Regions from separate parts of the Mus musculus genome. Here regions 2, 3 and 4 are each linked to region 1. A link is a contact called in public HiChIP or PLAC-seq data. All regions are on one chromosome and are shown on one strand. Each heading gives the region's core, a stretch centred on a gene start, on an enhancer-like site or on the middle of the called end of the contact. The rest is flanking DNA. Distances are from core to core; before and after follow the strand shown.

The links. HiChIP or PLAC-seq counts read pairs in DNA pulled down with a chosen protein or histone mark.
Region 2: a contact with region 1 is called in an H3K27ac HiChIP or PLAC-seq map of embryonic fibroblasts, with 7 times the contacts expected there. The contact joins two enhancer-like sites. A contact is called at or near these places in 3 of 484 Hi-C or Micro-C datasets (adipose-derived mesenchymal stem cells, colorectal tumor organoids and embryonic fibroblasts) and 1 of 115 datasets of contacts at active chromatin or transcription factors (embryonic fibroblasts).
Region 3: a FOXA1 HiChIP or PLAC-seq map of pancreatic cancer cells shows a contact between it and region 1. The contact joins two enhancer-like sites. A contact is called at or near these places in 7 of 484 Hi-C or Micro-C datasets (the MC38 cell line, cortical glia, granulosa cells and 4 more) and 3 of 115 datasets of contacts at active chromatin or transcription factors (embryonic midbrain, forebrain and pancreatic cancer cells).
Region 4: a FOXA1 HiChIP or PLAC-seq map of pancreatic cancer cells shows a contact between it and region 1. The contact joins two enhancer-like sites. A contact is called at or near these places in 3 of 115 datasets of contacts at active chromatin or transcription factors (embryonic hindbrain, forebrain and pancreatic cancer cells).

The regions. Positions count from the first base shown.
Region 1 is chr2:137,714,797-137,717,348 of GRCm38.p6, forward strand. All of the region lies in intron 5 of Gm14064 (a long non-coding RNA gene), which reads left to right. Among named protein-coding and RNA genes, the nearest start is that of Gm14064, 53 kb to the left of the region's middle. Within about 2 kb of position 1,290, at least 61 of the 459 cell types and tissues checked have an H3K27ac peak or open chromatin away from gene starts, as enhancers often do. A contact at or near this core is called in embryonic fibroblasts and pancreatic cancer cells, where this site is marked.
Region 2 is chr2:137,012,896-137,015,447 of GRCm38.p6, forward strand. All of the region lies in intron 4 of Slx4ip (SLX4 interacting protein), which reads left to right. Among named protein-coding and RNA genes, the nearest start is that of Jag1, 100 kb to the right of the region's middle. Within about 2 kb of position 1,271, at least 26 of the 459 cell types and tissues checked have an H3K27ac peak or open chromatin away from gene starts, as enhancers often do. A contact at or near this core is called in embryonic fibroblasts, where this site is marked.
Region 3 is chr2:137,133,169-137,135,720 of GRCm38.p6, forward strand. No RefSeq gene overlaps it. Among named protein-coding and RNA genes, the nearest start is that of Jag1, 18 kb to the left of the region's middle. Within about 2 kb of position 1,288, at least 17 of the 459 cell types and tissues checked have an H3K27ac peak or open chromatin away from gene starts, as enhancers often do. A contact at or near this core is called in pancreatic cancer cells, where this site is marked.
Region 4 is chr2:137,152,730-137,155,281 of GRCm38.p6, forward strand. No RefSeq gene overlaps it. Among named protein-coding and RNA genes, the nearest start is that of Jag1, 37 kb to the left of the region's middle. Within about 2 kb of position 1,277, at least 21 of the 459 cell types and tissues checked have an H3K27ac peak or open chromatin away from gene starts, as enhancers often do. A contact at or near this core is called in pancreatic cancer cells, where this site is marked.

The sequences.
Region 1 (2,552 bases), core at 40-2,539:
TACTGACCATTGTGGACTGGACCATCTTCTCCACACCTGCTTTTGTGATGTTAGGACATTGCCTGTCACTGTGTACACCCCTGCTTGGAAAGATCTTTTTCTCCAATATTATACTAATGACTCAAGCAAATCTAAGTGGAAAAATCATCCGATTTAACTACAGAATGCGGTCATTGTAATTCTTAGCTACCTCATGGTCTGGCAAGAGGTGGGGTGAGAACACTATAGCAAGGATGAGGCAACCTTGGAAACCTGGTGCAAATATTTTCTGACGAGCCTTTGACCTGCCTTCTTGGCTGACTGTCATGTGATGAGGGGCATTTTGACTTGGGAGGCAGGAGACCAACTTTCCTGGTGAAGCTCAGTTGCCTATTTATTACCTCTGTGACCTGGTTCCCATCACTTTCATTCGTCTGAGAAAATGAGATGACCTTTTGGACCACATGTATGATCTTATTTAGTTTATAAATACCACGACATTTAGTTCACAGAGAAAAGAAAAAGGAAGGAAAAAAATCTGTAAAAGTTACTTATTTCTGCTCCTTCATTATCATTGGTGAAGAAGACAATGTCAGTGGATGTGTGCCCTGAGTGATTATACACACACACACACACACACACACACACATATATATATATATATATATATATATATATATATATATATATATGAGAGAAAGAGAGAGAGAGGGAAAGAGAGAGAGAGGAGGAGAGAGGGAGAGGGGAAAGGGAGAGGAAGAGGAAAAGGAAGAGAGAGTCTGGAGTTCATATAGCACAGGCTTGCACTGAACTCAAGATGTAGCCAAGGATAACCTTAAACCCTGATATCCTGCCTCTGCCCCCCAAATGCTGGGATCTCGGGTATGAGCTGCCACATCCCATTGTATTCTACTTTAATAGGAAAGGCTAGAATAATGTGAGAATGCTTGTCTATGTTGAGAGCGTAACCCCACACCTTTGTCACTCCAGCTTTTGCTATAGGTCAGGCTGAAGAGGAGATATTGGAGCTCAAAGTCTCCATCCCATGTGAAAACTGCACAAGTTCTGCTCCTGCAGGCAGCCCTTCAGAAACTACTTTGTACATTCTCACAGACTGTGTGTCTCAGCAGGGGGTAGGGGTGGCTGAGATGACACAGTAATGGGCCTCAGGTTTTGTTGGGTAAACAGTTACTCTGGGACTAGTCAGCACCAGCTGTCCCCAAGCAGGCCACAGGCCTCCTCCAGGCCCCTCCTCTATGCTCTGAGACCAGCAACTACCCACTGTCTCAGCTTCCACTTGGCTGAGCGGGGACTGGACACCACTGCCTCTGAGCAGAGCAAGGCCACTCCCCACTCAGCCTGAGTCAGACCAAGTGGATGGTATGAGCTCTCACTGAATGCAGACTAGAGTTGACTCAAGCCCACAAAACAGGAAAGTCAGACTTCTGTGGCCAAGGTCGCTTCACCTCCTCAGTTCCCAACACCCTGGGTCAATCCACCCTAACTGTGAGCACTGCATCTGTGGGAAATCCCAGAGCCTAGAAGGACCCAAGATGAGAGTGGGGGTGAAAAGCAGTTTTATTGTGGGAAGGTTTGTATGTTTAGGAGGGAGTTGCCCATGTGCCCTCATGAAAAAATTACTTCAAACTTTACAAACAAGGCCTAAAGTTCCGGGTTTTCACTGCTTGTCATTTTTGTGACCCTGCTTCATTAGGAGTCCCCAAAGCCTTGTTGTTCCATACTTCTTACAGTAGCAATCACTAAAAGGACTCTTTAGGATTTATGACTTGATATATATTTGCCCAAGGGGACTTGCTGTTTCAAAAGGTGGCTTTAGGCTGTCTTGTCTGCCCATGTGACCCGGGCAGCATTAGTTAGTGTTATTTCTTGGGCCCACCCTGGAAAAGAGGTGTGATCCTCTGTGAAGTCACTTACAAAACAACAACATGCCACAATAGTCAAGATATCTGTGTGTCTCCGTTCTCATTTCCTTTATGTACTTAGGCTTCACAGTAGAACACATACAAAAACATACTCCAAACCTGGCTGTGTACTCAAGACACGGCCTTTCCAACATTACTGCAGTTTTTCACAAAGTGTGTCTAGTCTCCAAAGCCTAATTGTGTAACTAATTAGTTTTGATACTTTCCTATGGGATTCTTATATTTGGTTTCATAGTACTTTATTAACTCACCAAATCAAAGTAGGAAGTTGATAATATTTATCATTTAATACCATGAGTACTAGTAGCCCCTTCTAGATATATGTTCAAGAGAAATACAAACATAACCCACAGAAAACCTTGCACGTAAGTGTGCATAGCATCATTTTTCACGGGAGGTAAATATCTGACAGTAATGAAATGTTCTTTAGCTGCAGAAAGTAACAAAGATATAATACTAGTCAAGAAAGTGACAGGTCTACATCATGGCCCAGTCTTGAAAATATGCGAGTGACAAAGCCGGCCTCCATCATTAGGGTTTGTACAGTTGGCTCAGCAGTTAAGAGTGCTTATTACTCTCCCAGAGGAGAAATGTTTGATTCTCAAACCCACATGACAGCTTACAACTATC
Region 2 (2,552 bases), core at 21-2,520, 700 kb before region 1:
TGGAAAAAGCAGAGGAATTGTTGCTATTCATTGGTCACCTGCTTCTTGACTTTCCTTTGGTCTGCTTCCATCACAGCAGAGGTGGAGGTGGTCTGTGAGTTACAAGTCATGAAGTAGCCTTTCATTTTCCAAAACCACACCCTGCCCTGTATAAGATTCCAGGGTAGGAAAATCACCTAGCACAGAGGGAGAGAAAATGCTTTCCTCTTACCCATCCCCTCTGGCAGTCCTTTAGCATCTGCCTTTTAGTGCCTATTACTGAGTGTTAGCCGGTCAGACACCAGCACGGTTGTGTCTGAAATGGGCATTTCTAGCCACTTTTTCTTCCCATTGGTGGGGATTAAAACTAGGCTTTCTACAACTACACAAGTGCCCCACTGCTAAGCTATAACTACAGCCTGCAGACATCATCCCTGACTCTTTCCCCGAAGCTGAGAACAGGCTTGGAGTTGTGTAACTTGTCCAAAGGTCATGTAGCTGTGAAATGCCAGTAGCTATGTGATGGACAGCTGTCTAATGACAGGCTGTCTTGTGTTTCCTTTAAGGAGAGTCATGTCTGCTTGTCCTTTCTCTTAATAAAAATTCCCTCTTGTTATTAAGGCATAGTTCTTTTTAAATTACCCAGGTACAGGATCAGTGTTCTGCTTGAATTAATATATGCATCTTTGTTTTAAACTTTATATCTCCCATCTCTCATCTTGAGACAGAAAATAGACACCCAAATAGCCCATCTTCTAATCCAAAGTATCTGTTGCAATAAATTGGCTATATAGATAACAGTCCATTTATGTGTGTGGAGCAGTAGGATTTTTTTTTATTGCTTATTACTCTATTCTATATAACCTTTTCTTTTAGTTAACATCTAAGAAACCCAGCCCTTTAGAAAATGTCATAAGATAAATTAAATTTCCCTGAGTTCTGTGGTTTCTGTCTGAAGGGTTTTTTTCCCCTATGACTATGCTTTTCAGTTGAATATTTCTCTGAAGTCTTAGCTGAGGTCTCCAGCCAAAGTGCACATGCGTCTGTCTGCTCATCCTTTTGTGGCATCCAGGTGTGGTGTGTGAATGGCCAAGGCAGGAGTACAAGGCTTCCTCCCCACCTCCTCCTTTCCAGCCTTTGGGGATGGGGCACATCGCCATCGTGTTAGAAAATCCATGGGTGTTCACACAAGAAAAGAAAAAGGCAAGCATGGCCAAAACAAGCAAGTTCTTCCTATTCTTCCCTCTGTCTGAGAAATGTTCCCTCCCTTCCCTTAGTGCCTGATGCAACACGAGATCCTGCCAAAGAAAGCTTTCTCCTTGCTCTTCAGACACAGGCTTGTTGTGAGCTCTGCTCCCTGATGTCCCTGTGAGTGAAAAATGTGTACATGTAGAATTTTGTTTTGTATTTATTTTCCTAGACTATTGGAAACAGAGCCATTTCCTAATTAAAATAAATTTTGGAAGTGAAGCATGTTTCCCCTGAGCCCAGTCCTTCCTCAGCCCAAACCCGGCATCTTCAGGACAGACTGCAAATCAGCTGCAGCACACCACCTATATGATCCCCTGCAGCTGCTGCATCTCTTAATTTTCACTATTTTTCTAAAAAAAAAAAAAAAGACTATATGTCCAGTGACTGCTAAATCTCAACAAACATAGGGCCTTGATAGATACGCTATTTCTCATCATTCCTTATGTGAGTCAGCTTCTACGGCAGAGCTCTGAGTGCACACCCACAGGAGGAATGGTACTATACTCTAGTCACAGACAGAGGGTGTATAGGCAGTTTCTGACTCTCAAGGTACAGAAGGGAAGAACTGAAAAAAGGAAGAAATAGTCAGTTGTGTGGTTTTCTGAATAGTAAGCCAGCACAGCATATGCTCAGTTACCTGTTCTGTTAAATATTCATAGTTTTTACACATTGTTTTTGTTCACAGCCACTTAAGAATTGAAATGGATTTCCCTAGTCTGTCATAGAACTTAGTTGGAAGCATATGTTTTCTTTTTACACATGTGTTTAAATAGCTTTGGTTATTATTTATATTTCTCCCCATAATGTACTCAGTCAAAACATTTTCTAAGCTTTCATCCACATGCAAAAAAAAAAAAAAAACCTTAAAAAGGACAATAATGCAAACAAGTGCCTGCAAGCCCTCTCGTGAATATACTGTGGCATCAGCAGAGATTATTTTTCCAAGAATGGGCAATTTGTAAAACTTAAACTTTTAGACATTTTGTAAAAGTGCTAAAGCAGCAATGACAACTCAAGATGCTTTGCTTTCTCAAATGTGGGGGAGATGGTGCTCACCACTTACTGCAATATATAGAAAGCAAACAAAACTCTGAAGAGTAATGGTCCCACTTGCTAAAGTCACCTGATAGGGAGGGATATTGCAGAGTTTTGTCATGCTTTGTCTGCTACATTTTATACAAAATCAAATACAAAAGTGCTCAAAGAGAATTCTGTGAACAAAACAGAATTCTTTTCAACACATGAAGTGCTTGGTCTTCTATTGATCTACCTGAGACAATGTGGGCTGTCAGGGTGGACTTTATTAGAGTGATCCTACTGGC
Region 3 (2,552 bases), core at 38-2,537, 580 kb before region 1:
ATAGGGAGCTAAATTAACCTCAATTAAGGAGATATGAGTGATGTTTATTTTGAATAAGCAGACAGAAGTTAATAGGATCTAGAAGGGGAGTCCAATATGCTTACCTCTAAAAGCTTAGGACCTGTGGTCAGATCCCAACACCTATGTCAGAAAGCTGAGTGTAGCTGGATGTGCCCATAACACAAGTGTTATGGGGCCTGAAGATATGAGAATCCACAGGGCTTGGCATCTGCCAGCCTACCTCTGGGTTCAGTAAGAGACCCTGCCTCAAAGTACTAAAGTGGAGAATGATAAAGTAGACACCTAATGTTCTCCTTCGATCCTTGAGAGCTCAGGTGCAGCAACTAAAGAAATGTAGAATATATCAAAGAAAATAAGTCAAAAACAGCTGTTCTAAATCCATAATGATTGGTGCATTTGAACTCTGAGGCTCTTGATAGAGGAAGGAGTGTGAGTAGATAGCATACATAAATAGAAAGAGAGAAAGAGAGAGAGGGGGGGAGAGAGAGAGGGAGAGTGGGAGAGAGGGGGGGAGAGAGAGAGGGGGGGGGAGAGGGAGAGGGAGAGGGAGAGAGAGAGAGAGAGAAAGTAACCAAGGCCTGGGCAGTGTTTTATGCATACAATAATTGTTCATTGAAAAGATCTGTTGGGTTAATTCTGAGTCAAAATAGAAGCATCTAGGACATTGCTAACAGACTTGCTTCCACAGGAGAGGGAAGGAGAGTGGGGTCAGGTTTAGCAATGGAGAACTTAGCTCACCTGGGAAACAAAAAGGGAGCCAAGTGAGAAGGAGGTCTGTGTGTGTTTGTGAGGCCCATCCTAATAAGTAGGCAACTGAAGTCAAGTCTCCAACAAGGAAGCTGGCAGATAGCCTGTGCTTACTTGAGTCCTGCTTTAGGCCCTTGAACTTAGGTCCTGGAACCTGTTCTTTCTTCTCGTTGTCACAGGAAAAATGAAAAGGGTGGCAGGAAGAGTCCATTGTTCTCCCAGAGATCAAAGGTCATGCATACTTGTGGGCTTTATGTCTCCAGACCACAGCACAGGTGGCAGTGACTAACCTCATTTCATTCTGCGGACCGAGATACCCAGTCTCCTTAACCCGCCCTCCTGCAAACACTCTTCCTGTGATATACACAGTCTTTCTAGTGCTGGCCTCTCAGAGAGCTGCTGGATCAGTGGGTCTCAACCTTCCTAAGGCCACAACCCTTTAGTACAGTTCCTCACATTGTGGTGACCCCACCAGCCACGAAGTTAGCTTGTTGCTACTTCATAACTGTAGTTTTGCTACTTTTATGAATCATAATGTAAACATTTGCTATGAATGATATCTGATGAGCAACCCCTGAGGGTCACTGTGCTAGGTAGTTCCATAAAGTCCTTTTAGCTTGCCCTTGTCTGACCTAAGAAGGAATCACCTTGAGAAGCTGGTACATAGATTAGTTTCTCTCTCTCTCAGAGTTTGACTCAGAAAATCTTAGGGTAGAGCCCTGGAATTTGCTAGGCAAAAACTCTTTCCAGGTATCACCACTGCCTCAGCTGCTGCTGCTGTGGGATCCATGAACTGAAGGGCCCTAGCATAGTCCTGTGCCCCTTCCCTATTTCTATTAGCTCCCTCAGCCCTGGATCTTGAATGTGGAGTGCTGTCTATCTTCTAGGGGATAGGGTTAAACTTTAATAAACTCACCAGCTGGTGTTAGTTGGGATTCTATTTGAAAATGTAGCTTCTCGTTAGTAGGACTTTAGCATAGTTAGAGCAACATGTCCAAGTCCTTTTCAGAGGAGCCACTGCTTTTTAATGTCTTACCTGAGCACATGAGATATGAAACTGTAAGAGGCATATGAAGGGTCATGGGTAGCATTAAGACTTTGAACATGTAAAGTCTATAATAAGTGATTTTTCTGCTTTCTTCGCCTTCTGTTTTGCTGTTGTTTTGCACCCCTGGGATATTTTGGGAGATATTCCCTTCCTACTGACATTCTTAACAATCTTGTTCCCACTGCTGAGCGTCCTTTGAAGTTCCAGTCTTAAGACATTTCCAGCAAGGTGTCCCTTTACTTCATCTCCATCGTCTGAAATAAAATCCTCAGTTTGATTTAGTTAGGCTCTCACCCATCTTCTTTATCAGCCCTGAAAATAAAATTTGGAACATGTAAAGGTATCTTTACAAAGTGTGGCTTGTCATCTGAATGATCTGCTCCAACAAAGCCACTTTCACCACTGTCCTTTCTATATCCTGCACGTGAGTTTTTGAGGTTTGGTTTCCAAGGGGAAGTGATAAGGCTGTGCTCCTGCTCCTTGATGACTGGAGGCTATGTCTGTAGATGGCCATGTTGGGAAATCAAAGCAGCCCAGTGATGGGTGTAAGCAAGAGCATCTTAACTCCTATTTGGGCTTTGCAACTCCTTGACCACTGAGAAGACTCTAGTGCTCATAGCTCATATCTCACCAGCCCTGTGCTGGGAACCCGGCAGCCATACAGTATCTGCATTGGTTTCTCCTGTCCCACAGATGCGTGGTTCTTAGGCAACAGCTGGAGTTTATTTTGATCTCT
Region 4 (2,552 bases), core at 27-2,526, 560 kb before region 1:
GGTGATTCCTTGCTGCTTTTCACCCTGGAATAAGATTTGGACATGGATACTCTGATTGATGGGAACTTTTCTTGGACATACTTGAAGCTGTAATTTAATAAAATCCTGCTGATCTCTATCTGAAGTTATAGGCACAGATATGAGTCTGATACTGCAATCTATTTTACTAGAAAACAAGCCTTTCCCAAATCCAAATTTGAGGGAAACATGAGATAATTTTATTACCAATGATGTTTATACTTCTTACAAAAAGTTAGCTGCTACAATAATTGTCCATATACATGTCTGCATGTACTGATCAAAGCAGGGTTGCTAGCATATCCACCATCTCAAATATTCTATGCTATTTTAGTGCTTTCTGCTTTCGGGCTCTTTTGATGGGCAAACCCATTTAAATAAGAAAACCCATCTAGAATATGCAAAGAGGCTGCCTCAGTAAGACTGCATTAGTCAAGGAGACGTGTACAGTAGCTTGCACGTGGAAGTCGAGCAGGGAGTACATGGTCAGAATGAGAAGCAGCCGCACCGCCACCCTTGGCTGGGAACTGGAGACTAGTGCAGTAATGTGATTATGGTAATGATTCAACAAGTCATCGTCTGCTGCCTTTGTTCGCTGTAATTAACTTTTTGGAATTGCATAGCCTCTGTCTCTGGGCTCATCAGCTGGCTCAGTTTTTGTGTCTCAGGTCTGTCATTTCTCCCTGGGTCCAGGAGCCTCTAAGGGCATTGCTGAATGAATTCGTTGCTGGAACAAAGCTTTGGTGGTCGAATAGAGATGGCTATCTTTTGTTGTCAGACATTCAATCCCATATAGCAATCCAATTACTTAAGCTGTTTGTATCAGTCTTACTAGGCCTGGCCATTCAAGCCAGCTCCAATGCTGATCGCTGTGTCTTGGAAGAATGTGGTGGAACAGATTAGTGTTTTAATGAGAAGCTTTCTGAAGGCCAGATCTTTTTCATTGTGTGTGTGTGTGTGTGTGTGTGTGTGTATATATATATATATATATATATATATAATCATTTTTAGGTGAGGGCCCAGAGTCACTGTTACACAAGACTGATCAAAGGATGGCTGGAAATCTGTACAATTGCTTGAAGAAATTTTATGGGTTATAAAATATTGGCACGGGTTCTGTCTGCTATGGTCTATCTGACTGAAATCTCTGGTAGGCTGGGAAAGGAAATTGCTTATTGGCATTTATTCTGTGGGATGGATATCTCTGGAGTTTGCATTTGAACTCTTTCTTCACTGTGCTACAGGTCAAATTCTGTACTCAGCACGAACATTCCAGGAATGTGGGCTGCACAAAATCAACATAAGCCTTGCTCCATATTCTGCTACCCAGAAGAAACACACACACACACATACACACACACACACCACAGTGACCCCGATAGGGGTTTCCAGATAATTGCCAAGGAAAAAAGATCACTGGGTGGAGGAAGACGGTGGCAGTTAATGTGTGGATGTTGAAACCTGAAGTTAATGTGTGAGAGGGGAGTGAAATGAGATCACCAGGTCTACCAGGAAAGGTGGTAATTGGCTTTAAGGCTCCAAGAAACAATGCTCAGCCTCTGTGTGTCATGCCTTTAGTTCTGGAGATGTTTATGAAATGTCACGTGAAAACAGGTTCATCTTAAAGGAAGCTAGTATGTCATACCTGAAAGATTTTCAACAAACAAACAAAATTTTTTATTTTAATGTAGAAACTTTTAAACAGATGCAAAAATATTCTGCTCTTGGATTCAATAATCATAGGAAATCTTGCAGCTAGGGGCCAACCTCTGACTCCAGCAGATTTCATATATTGCTATTACATTCTTAAACCAAACAGAAAAAAACAAAAACAAAAACAAAAAAAAAGAAACCTCAACAGCATTAACACCTTTAGAAATATTGACAGTAATTCCTTAATCATCACCAAAACAGACACTTTTTGATTTTTTCATAGTCAAAATTTGTAAAGATCTGATGTTTAGTTTTCAGTATGGGCTATTTGAGATGATTTTAGATCATAAAAGTCCTATTTACCTATTACCCCTGTCATATAAACTGGTGTCAGATACTATTATTGAGATTAAATATTAGAAAAAATATGCTGTGTTTATATGGGAAATGTAGACAATCACAATACTTGTCATTAGTTTGCAAAGATGCTCATATGTGCAGTGTAGATGCCTTGGTTTTTTGAATAGCTTCTGAAGATAGCTCAGAGGATTGAGGAGAGGGGAAGAGCACAAAGGGATACTTCCCTCAGTGTGCTCCTTGTCCCAAACCTTGACTTTCATGCCTCTCTCTCACTGTCCATATCTCTAAACTGAAAAAAAAACCTAAACAAATGAACAAGAACCCAAACAGCATCTCCAAGAAACACTTCTATTGGTTTTGAAATTAGTCTGAGATTCAAACTCAGCAGGATTTGGTGATGAATTCAAATAATGGACTGAGATAAAGAGAGCTCATATCTTAAACATCACCCTCTAGATTAAAGTGGGAGAAAAGCCCACATCTATAATTTCAGCACTTGGGAAGTATAGGGAGGAGGATCA